Regions from separate parts of the Ovis aries genome. Here region 1 is linked to region 2. A link is a contact called in public Hi-C data. All regions are on one chromosome and are shown on one strand. The core of a region is the stretch at or near the end of the contact, and the rest is flanking DNA. Distances in the headings are between cores, read along the strand shown.

Region 1 (3,684 bases), core at 748-3,247, 200 kb after region 2:
CTGCCCACGAGGCCCTTCTGACTGCCCGGCAGCAGACACCCATCCCCAGTGGAGCCCTCTGGGCAGTGCAGAGCAAGGTCACGTCCTGCTTGTCTTTCTGATGGCTAAGGACCCCATCGACCTGGGAGTAGAAGGCAGCCAACCGCAGGCGGCGAACAGGAGCGAAGAAGAGAGGGGGCACCGCGATCTCGATGAGGAAGGTGGCCACCACGCTGAGCTTGTGCAGCCAGACGGGCAGGCGGTGGGCAAACCAGGCGGCCGGCGTGGGCAGGCACTGAGTCTCGTAGTGGTAGGTGAGGGCTGCAGGGGACAGGTGGGCGGTCAGGGCTGGGCAGAGCCCCCAACACTGCCGCACATCCAGGGAGGGACCCTCACCAGTGAGCCCCCACCATGCGGGGCAACGGCTAGTCAGCTTGACCACACCCGAGGCAAACATGAGGCGGAACAGCAACCAACGCACGAGCCAGAAGGCGAGGCCTTCATGGGGGGAGACGCCTCCTGGCCTGCCCTGGGGGGCCTGCTTGTGGTTGGGGGGCAGCCCCAGAGGGGCTACCAGCACGGCCAGGAAACCTGTCTCCAGCAGCAGGGAATCCCTGTGGGGAGAAAGAATAGCACAGAGGCCCTCCTCCCCATCAAGGCTGCTCCCCTAAGGGGATCCTCCTGGGAGAGACAAGCACATCCCAGCCCATCTCACCCACCCAGCCTTCTGTAGCCCCAGACCCAACATTCACTCACCACTGGAAATAAAGAAACACCTGGCCCACCTGCAGGGAGAAGGGTGGTCAGGAAGCTTGGGCTGGGGAGAGGGCGGGTGGGCCTGGAGGAAGCTGGAGGCAAGGGTCCCCAGTGGCACCGCCTCACTTGCCTGGCAGACAGACAGGTAGGCGGCCCAGAGCAGCAGGTACACGAGGGGGTGGCGCAGCGGGCGCGTCAGCAGGGCACCCAGGGCCAGCACGGTGCCCAGCAGGCTCAGCAGCTCCAGGCCCTGGGCAGTGTCCAGCCCCAGAAGCGGGGCCTCCCACAGCAGCGTGGGGGTCTCCCACAGCTGCTGCCAGCGGCCCTTTCCCTGGGGCCGCAGTGTCCTCCGGGCAGGCAGTATGCCCTCCGGGCCGTACAGGCCTGTGGGAGGACACATCAGGGCAGGCCCAGGAAACGGCCCGCGGAGACGAGACTCCCCCCACCAGCCAGGGCCTGCGGATCTGCCCTCCCCAAGCCAGGTCGGGACCCGCAGATTCTCCCTCACGACAAGTCAAGGCCTGCAGACCCTCCAGACCCTCCCGCCGAGGTCAGAACCCACAACCGTGCTGAAAAGGACCCCTGCACGCCTGCCTACGGCCCACATCCCCGCGACTCGCAGGACACAAACCGCAGCCCCCGACCCCATGCATCCGGGCCTGGACCTCACTGCCCCTACACATCGGTGTGTCGGGCGGGGAGATGAGGGGGTCACAGGACCCAGGTTGGGGGGGGGTCCCGCCTGCTGGCACCCGGCTCTCGGCGCCCTCACCCGGGATCTGCGTGTAAAGGGAAGCGAAGGCGAACATGAAGACGGCGGCCACGCCCTGGAGAAAGAGCTGCCGCGGGAGCCGAGAGCCCGCCATGTCCGCTACGCGGCGGGCTGGACACGATCCGCGGGTCCGCCCGGCCCCGCCCCTCCGCGCCGACCCCGCCCCCCGCGCCGGCCCCGCCCCTCCGCCCGGCCCCGCCCCCTGCGCCGGCCGCGCCCCTCCGCGCCGGCCCCACCCCTCCGCCCGGCCCCGCCCCCTGCGCCGGCCGCGCCCCTCCGCCCGGCCCCGCCCCTCCGCGCCAGCCCCGCCCCGCACCCCCGCCCCGGCCGCAGCTGCAAGCCCCACCCCGCCCACCGCCGCCGCGGGCCCCGGCCCCGCTCACGCCCCGCCTCCGGCGCGTCCTGCGCCCTTTCCGGCGTGAGGAGGCCGCTCTGCGTCAAGTTGTGCGCGCGTCGCTGCGCGCTACGTGTCTTCCTGGGCGGGAACAGCAAAATGGCGCCAGAAGTAGTGGCGGGCTGAGTGCACCGGCCCGTCGAGAAGCCGGCGCTGCGGTCCCCGGGCCGATCCGGCTCCTCCCGAACATGGAGGACGTGGAGGCGCGCTTCGCCCACCTCTTGCTGCCCATCCGCGACCTCACCAGGAACTGGGAGGTGGACGTGGCGGCCCAGCTGGGCGAATATCTTGAGGAGGTGAGGGCGGCCCCGGGGAGTGGCGCGGGGCGGGGGCCGCGGGGCTCTGCCGCCTCTCGGGCGTGTGCCGCCTCCGTCTGGCGCGCTGACTGCACTCATCCGCAGGCTCGTTCGCTTTTTCCTAGCTCCGTCTCTTGGCCCTCGAAATCACCCCTTACTTGATTAGCCTGGAGCTGTCATTAGAGATCGCTTTCTGTTAATGAGCCTTGAGGTCGATCTAGTGAGTGGCGACCAGCACTTTTCTGTAATAGAGTAGGAGAGAATTTGTGTGCATGTGTGGCTGTGCCAGAGGTCTGGGTTACGATGCAGGAGGGAGATCTTATGTTAGACTTCCAAGCCCGTGCTCCACCGTCAGCATTTAACCCCTCCCTCATATCTGACAGTATGTCCAGACCTCGTTAAAGAGCTGTCCGCTCCATTTCTGCGTTTCACTTGCACTGCTTAGCCCTCTTGGACTGCTCTTGCGTTGATCAATAACGACTTCCTTCCCACCACATCCAGGGGTCACCAGAAGAGCCGTCTTGTTCAGCTCAGCAGCATTTGATGAGTTGGTGGCATCCTCTCTTTGGAAACAGGTTTTGTCTCCTGTCTAGTCTCACTGTTGAACTCCTCAGGGCGTGGCCTGAGCCATCTTTTTACACATTTCCCCTAAACCACTTCACTTATTTCCATGGTTTTAAGTACCACTTGTATGAGGACAGTTGCTGGGTTTGTTTATTTACTCCCCCCTCCCTCGGTTTATAGTTCCATTCCAGGCCTTTTTCCTGATTCTGGTTTGCGTATCCAGCTTCTTAATCTTGACATTCTCGCTTAGACGTCACACCAGCACCTCAGGTTTAATAGAGTTAAAGGAGTTGTCGTCGTTGTTCACTCGCTTATTCATGTCTGACTCTTTGTGACCCCATGGACTGCAGCATGCCGGGCATCCGTGTCCTTCACCGTCTCCTGGAGCTTGCTCAAACTCGGGTCCAGTGAGTCGGTGCTGCCATCCAACCATCACATCCTCTGTCGTCCCCTTCTCCTCCTGGGGAGGGGTCTTTGTAATGAATCGGCTCTATGAATCAGGTGGCCAAAGTATTGGAGCTTCAGCTTCAGCATCAGTCCTTCCAATGAATATTCAGGACTGATTTCCTTTAGGATGGACTGGTTGGATCTCCTTGTAGTGCAAGGGACTCTGAAGAGTCTTCTCCAACACCACAGTTTAAAAACACCATTTCTTTGGAATTGATCATCAACTTAAAGGAGAGCCCCTTGTTTTCCTGGTCAGAGCTCAGCCTTTCTGGTCTTGGTACACAGCGCCAGTGTTCCTCAGAGTGAAAGCTCAGAGCTCGGGAAGCCTGGCGCTGCGCACGAGCTGTCCCGTGGCTTCTATCAGCTATGTCACCAGAACTTCAGTTAATCTCTCTTCCATTTTCTCAGATCCAGGCCACAGGCTGGCTCCCATTCATGTTAAAACCTTATTCTTGGACTCCCTACTCTTATTTTTG
Region 2 (3,943 bases), core at 1,208-3,707:
TGCACACAGCTTGACTGAAACTTCCAAGTCCCCAATCTGGGCTGAGTAAAGGCCACATTAGAGGGCAGGGGAGAGACAGGGTTTGCATTTAGGGCAAAAGCTCACAAACCATCCAACTTGCTCCCAGCATCTCCGCTTGCTGGCCTCGTAGGTGAGTACAGCGTCCCACAGGTCAATGTCTGGCGTCACGCCCGGCTCAGACTGGGAGTCAGGAGTCAGATTGGATGCTGACTGGAACCCTTCATCTTCCGACTGATCCACGCTCGGAGGGACCTGGAGCCCGTGGGAAAAGGACTTCACCTGCGGCATGGTGTTTGGATTCCACCCCAGTGTGAGAAGAGTTCCAGGAACCCTTCCACATGCTCCCGTTCACTCTATGGGAAAGATCCGGCAGAACATCTCTTCTCTTTCTCAAGCACACAAGTTACTACACCATGCTTTTGCCCCCAGTGAGTCATTTAAGAAATTAAATTTATTCATTATCAATTTCCAATTTCACACAAGCTTATTGAGGCTTATGAGCCTCAACATAACTTACAATGACATTTTCCATAACATGTCTCTGATCTGGAAATTCCATTTTGGGGAACCCAGCATAAAAAAAAAAATCACATAGACACAGAAAAAATTCACTTCTCCCAGGGTGTTTGCTATAGCATTATGGTTGGAAACAATGTAAATGTCTCCCACTAAAGGAACAACTGAACAATAACACCACATCCTTTCAGCAAAGCAACAAAATGCAAAGGCAAAGGATGATTAACAAGGTCTGAAAAATCCCACTTCATCCAGAAAAAAGCATGTAACACTGCACAAACAGCCAGGAGAAATGATTTTTGGCACCTATGGCTACTGAGTACTTGAGTACACAGAGAGGAATCAGACTTACTTCATTTCGCGCGCTATGCTGTAGAACCAGCCTGCCAGCGCAGGAGAAGTAAGCTATGAGGGTTCAATCCCCAGGTCGGGAGGATTCCTTGGAGAAGGGAATGGCTACCCACTCCAGTATTCTTGCCTGGAGAATTCCATGGACAGAGGAGCCTGGTGGGCTACAATCCAAAGGGGTTGCAAAGAATCGGACAGGACTGAAGTGACTTAGCAAGCATGCTGTGCTCGGCCACCTCTGACTCTTTGCAACCCCAAGGGCTGTAGCCCTCCTCTGTCCATAGAATTCTCCAGGCAAGAATACTGGAGTGGGATACTTCTCCGGCGGGATATTCCGGCACAGGGATTGAAGCCGGGTCTCCTGCACTGCAGGTGGATTCTCTACCCTCTGAGCCACCAGGGAATGTAAACATCAACTGGAAGGCAGGGGAAATGACTGAACGGCAAATACAAGAAAACACTGGCATGTGCCTCGGGCCTGCGGAGAGGGGGCCGCTGGGAATCCGCACCAGCAGCCCCGCCCCAAAGCTCAACCGCCACTGCTGGACTCCGGCTGTCCTCCCTTTGCCCCAGTTGAAGGAGGGTCAAACGAGGCGCTTCCCAAGCCCGAGGAGCCGCAGACAGGAAGCAAACACTCTACCTTGATGGCCAGTCCGGAGAGGTCTGCGCTGTCCGGCACCGGGGGCAGGTCCAAGCGGACGTCCAGGTCGGCCGTGCGGCTGTGCACCAGGGCTCCGAAGAGCGAGACGCGGGTGTCCCTTTCAAACCTGTCCCCGCAGGGGTCGCCGTACGAAAAGAGCCCGACGGCGGGCAGTCCTGTGCCCGGTGCCGCCTCCATCACCTGCCGCGTCTTGCGGACCAGGTCTCGACACAGAGACTCCTCTCCGGAGATGAGCGACCGCACGTCCGCCTCCAACTCGCTCAAGTCAGCGCAGTCGTAGCCGCCGTAGGGAAGGGCTCTCCCGACCGGCCGGCTGTGCAGGAAGACGCCCCGCCGGCGCCGCCGCACTCGCGGGGGCCCGCTGCCCGCCAGCCGCACCAGCAGCTCCAGGACCGCGCCCAGCTCCGCCAGCGGCTGGCGCGGCGCGGCCTCCAGCCCCTCCACCAGCTCCTCCAGGCGGTCGGCCTCGGCGCCCAGGCCGCCCACCCGCAGGTCGAAGGACAGCATGAGGATCCTGTTCCTCACCGGCAGCCTCGGGAGGCCGGGCTGCAGCCCGCGACCCTCCTCCTGAAACAGGCCCGTGAACAGGGCGTCATAGGCCACCCTCTTGAGGCCCCGCTTGGCCTTCCTGCGGCTGCCGCGGCGCGGGCCCGAGGGAGCCTTGGCGGCCGGCAGGAGGACCTCACACAGGTCATCCACCAGCTGCGGGACGCTGGCCATGCCTCCGCCTCACGCCAGGGCCTCGCGCGCGGCCGGACTCGCCTTCTCGGGGCCCCGGAAAAGCGACGACCTGCAGAGGCGCCGCAGAGGATGGAGAGTGGGCCCGGCTCCCTCAGCCGGAGGAAGGCGCGCGCGGCCTGACCCGCCTTCTCAGGATCCCCTCAGCCGGAGGAAGGCGCGCGCGGCAGCGCCGCAAACGCGTCACCGCGGCGCGACTAGCCCGACAGCAGGCGAGAGCGCGCCGGAACTGCGTCACCCGGGGGGGGGGCCGGGCGGCCCGCGCGCAGGGGGCGGAGCCTGGAGGCCCCGTCCACCAGCACTTCCGGCCTGGGTCCTCATCCCCGCCGGTTGGGAAACTCAGCCAGAACCGACCGAGCCCACTCTACACGGCGCTCAATAAAGAGGCGGAGTCAGACTCTGGGTTAACCTACTTTTACTGACGGCTGGGAGGAGGGAGCCGGGGAGGGCTCGTCCGTATAGAGGCTGGCGCCGGAGCAGGGGTCCCGAGCCCCTGAGCCCGTGTCCTGGGCAGGCCCACAGCCTGGCCCTCAGGTCGAAGGCCTCGCGCAGAGACGTGCTCGCGCACGGCTAACAACAGGCTCCCGGGGGACTGGTGCGTAGTGTCTCTTCCAAGGTGTAGATACTCCCACCGTGGCCGACTTCAAGCTGCCAGGTCACAGCACTCAAGGAGGCGCTGAGAAGCGGGGCACAACTGCTTGACAGGGCCATGAGCTGGTTCAGGGCAGCACTCCGCTCCCCGGGACATGAGCCCCTCTCCCCGCAGAGCCCGAAGGCAGCTGTCGCCCAAGGCCCCACGCATTCAGCCTGAGCCTGGCCCCGCAGCCTCACCAGCCACCTGCAGCATCTTCCACCTTGGCTCCAGCCGCCCTCTCAGGTACATCAGGGCCTGCGTGTCCTCTGGGGCGGCCATGGAGAAGGGGCCCAGGCTGGGGGGTGCCTCCCCGTTCAACACCCTGGCCAGGACTGTCGCAAGCTGGGGTGTGGATTCCTGGGCCAGCAGCAGAGGTGGAAGCCGTGAGTCACTTGTTTCTCCCCACCTCCCATCCCACAGCAGGTCCACCCCACCCAGCTCACCTCATCCACAAGGGCGAAGACTCGGCCGCCTGCCGGGCCCCGAAGCAGTGCAGCCAGGAGTGCAGCCTGGGGGTCCCGCAGGCCATGGCCCGGCCCCAGCGCCACCAGCACCAGGTCAGGCTGGAAGCTGTAGGCCAGGGGCAGCACCAGGGCCAGGACACAGCTCAGGAACCCACCAGGTGTCTGTGGGAGTGACAGCGGCATAGCCCAGACCATCATCCAGGGAACTCTGGCCAGCTCGGGTCACCCCACCTCGCAGTCTTGGGTGGGCAGGCACCCACACCCACAGCCCCGCCAGGAAGGGCAGGTAAAGGCCCGGAGTCTGGCCCTCATGCCAGTGCTAGTGAGCAGCAGCTGCCCTGCCCTGTGAGCGCCCCACTCACCACCGGCAGTGGCACAGAGACGTGGAAGATGGATGGGGCAGTTGCCTCCTCACCCCCAATGTTCAGCCATAGATTCCTCCTTCCAGGGGAGAGCAAGCATATGGATATACGTGCTTGTGTGTGAGATGCCGCCCACCCTCCAGAGCCGAGAAAGATGAGGGACAGCTCAGGGGCAGAGATGCTAGGACTGCTGACCCTC

Evidence for each region. A called contact is a pair of places that touch in the nucleus more often than the background predicts.
Region 1: a contact with region 2 is called in a Hi-C map of liver, with 4 times the contacts expected there. The contact joins the promoter of NCAPH2 here to the promoter of TUBGCP6 in region 2. A contact is called at or near these places in 2 of 16 Hi-C or Micro-C datasets (liver and mixed tissues).

Annotation. Positions count from the first base shown.
Region 1 is chr3:225,734,932-225,738,615 of ARS-UI_Ramb_v3.0, forward strand. NCAPH2 (non-SMC condensin II complex subunit H2) reads left to right here and starts at 1,998. Exons shown (of 19, transcript XM_042247964.1): 1 at 1,998-2,197. The coding sequence starts at 2,090. LMF2 (lipase maturation factor 2) reads right to left here and starts at 1,631. Exons shown (of 14, transcript XM_027968279.2): 1 at 1,508-1,631; 2 at 866-1,119; 3 at 736-764; 4 at 376-593; 5 at 122-300. The coding sequence starts at 1,601.
Region 2 is chr3:225,531,775-225,535,717 of ARS-UI_Ramb_v3.0, forward strand. It overlaps TUBGCP6 (tubulin gamma complex component 6), which reads right to left and starts at 2,458. Exons shown (of 25, transcript XM_042247933.2): 1 at 1,526-2,458; 2 at 110-273. The coding sequence starts at 2,266. It overlaps HDAC10 (histone deacetylase 10), which reads right to left. Exons shown (of 19, transcript XM_060414318.1): 16 at 3,745-3,823; 17 at 3,362-3,544; 18 at 3,116-3,275; 19 at 2,683-2,960. The coding sequence ends at 2,950.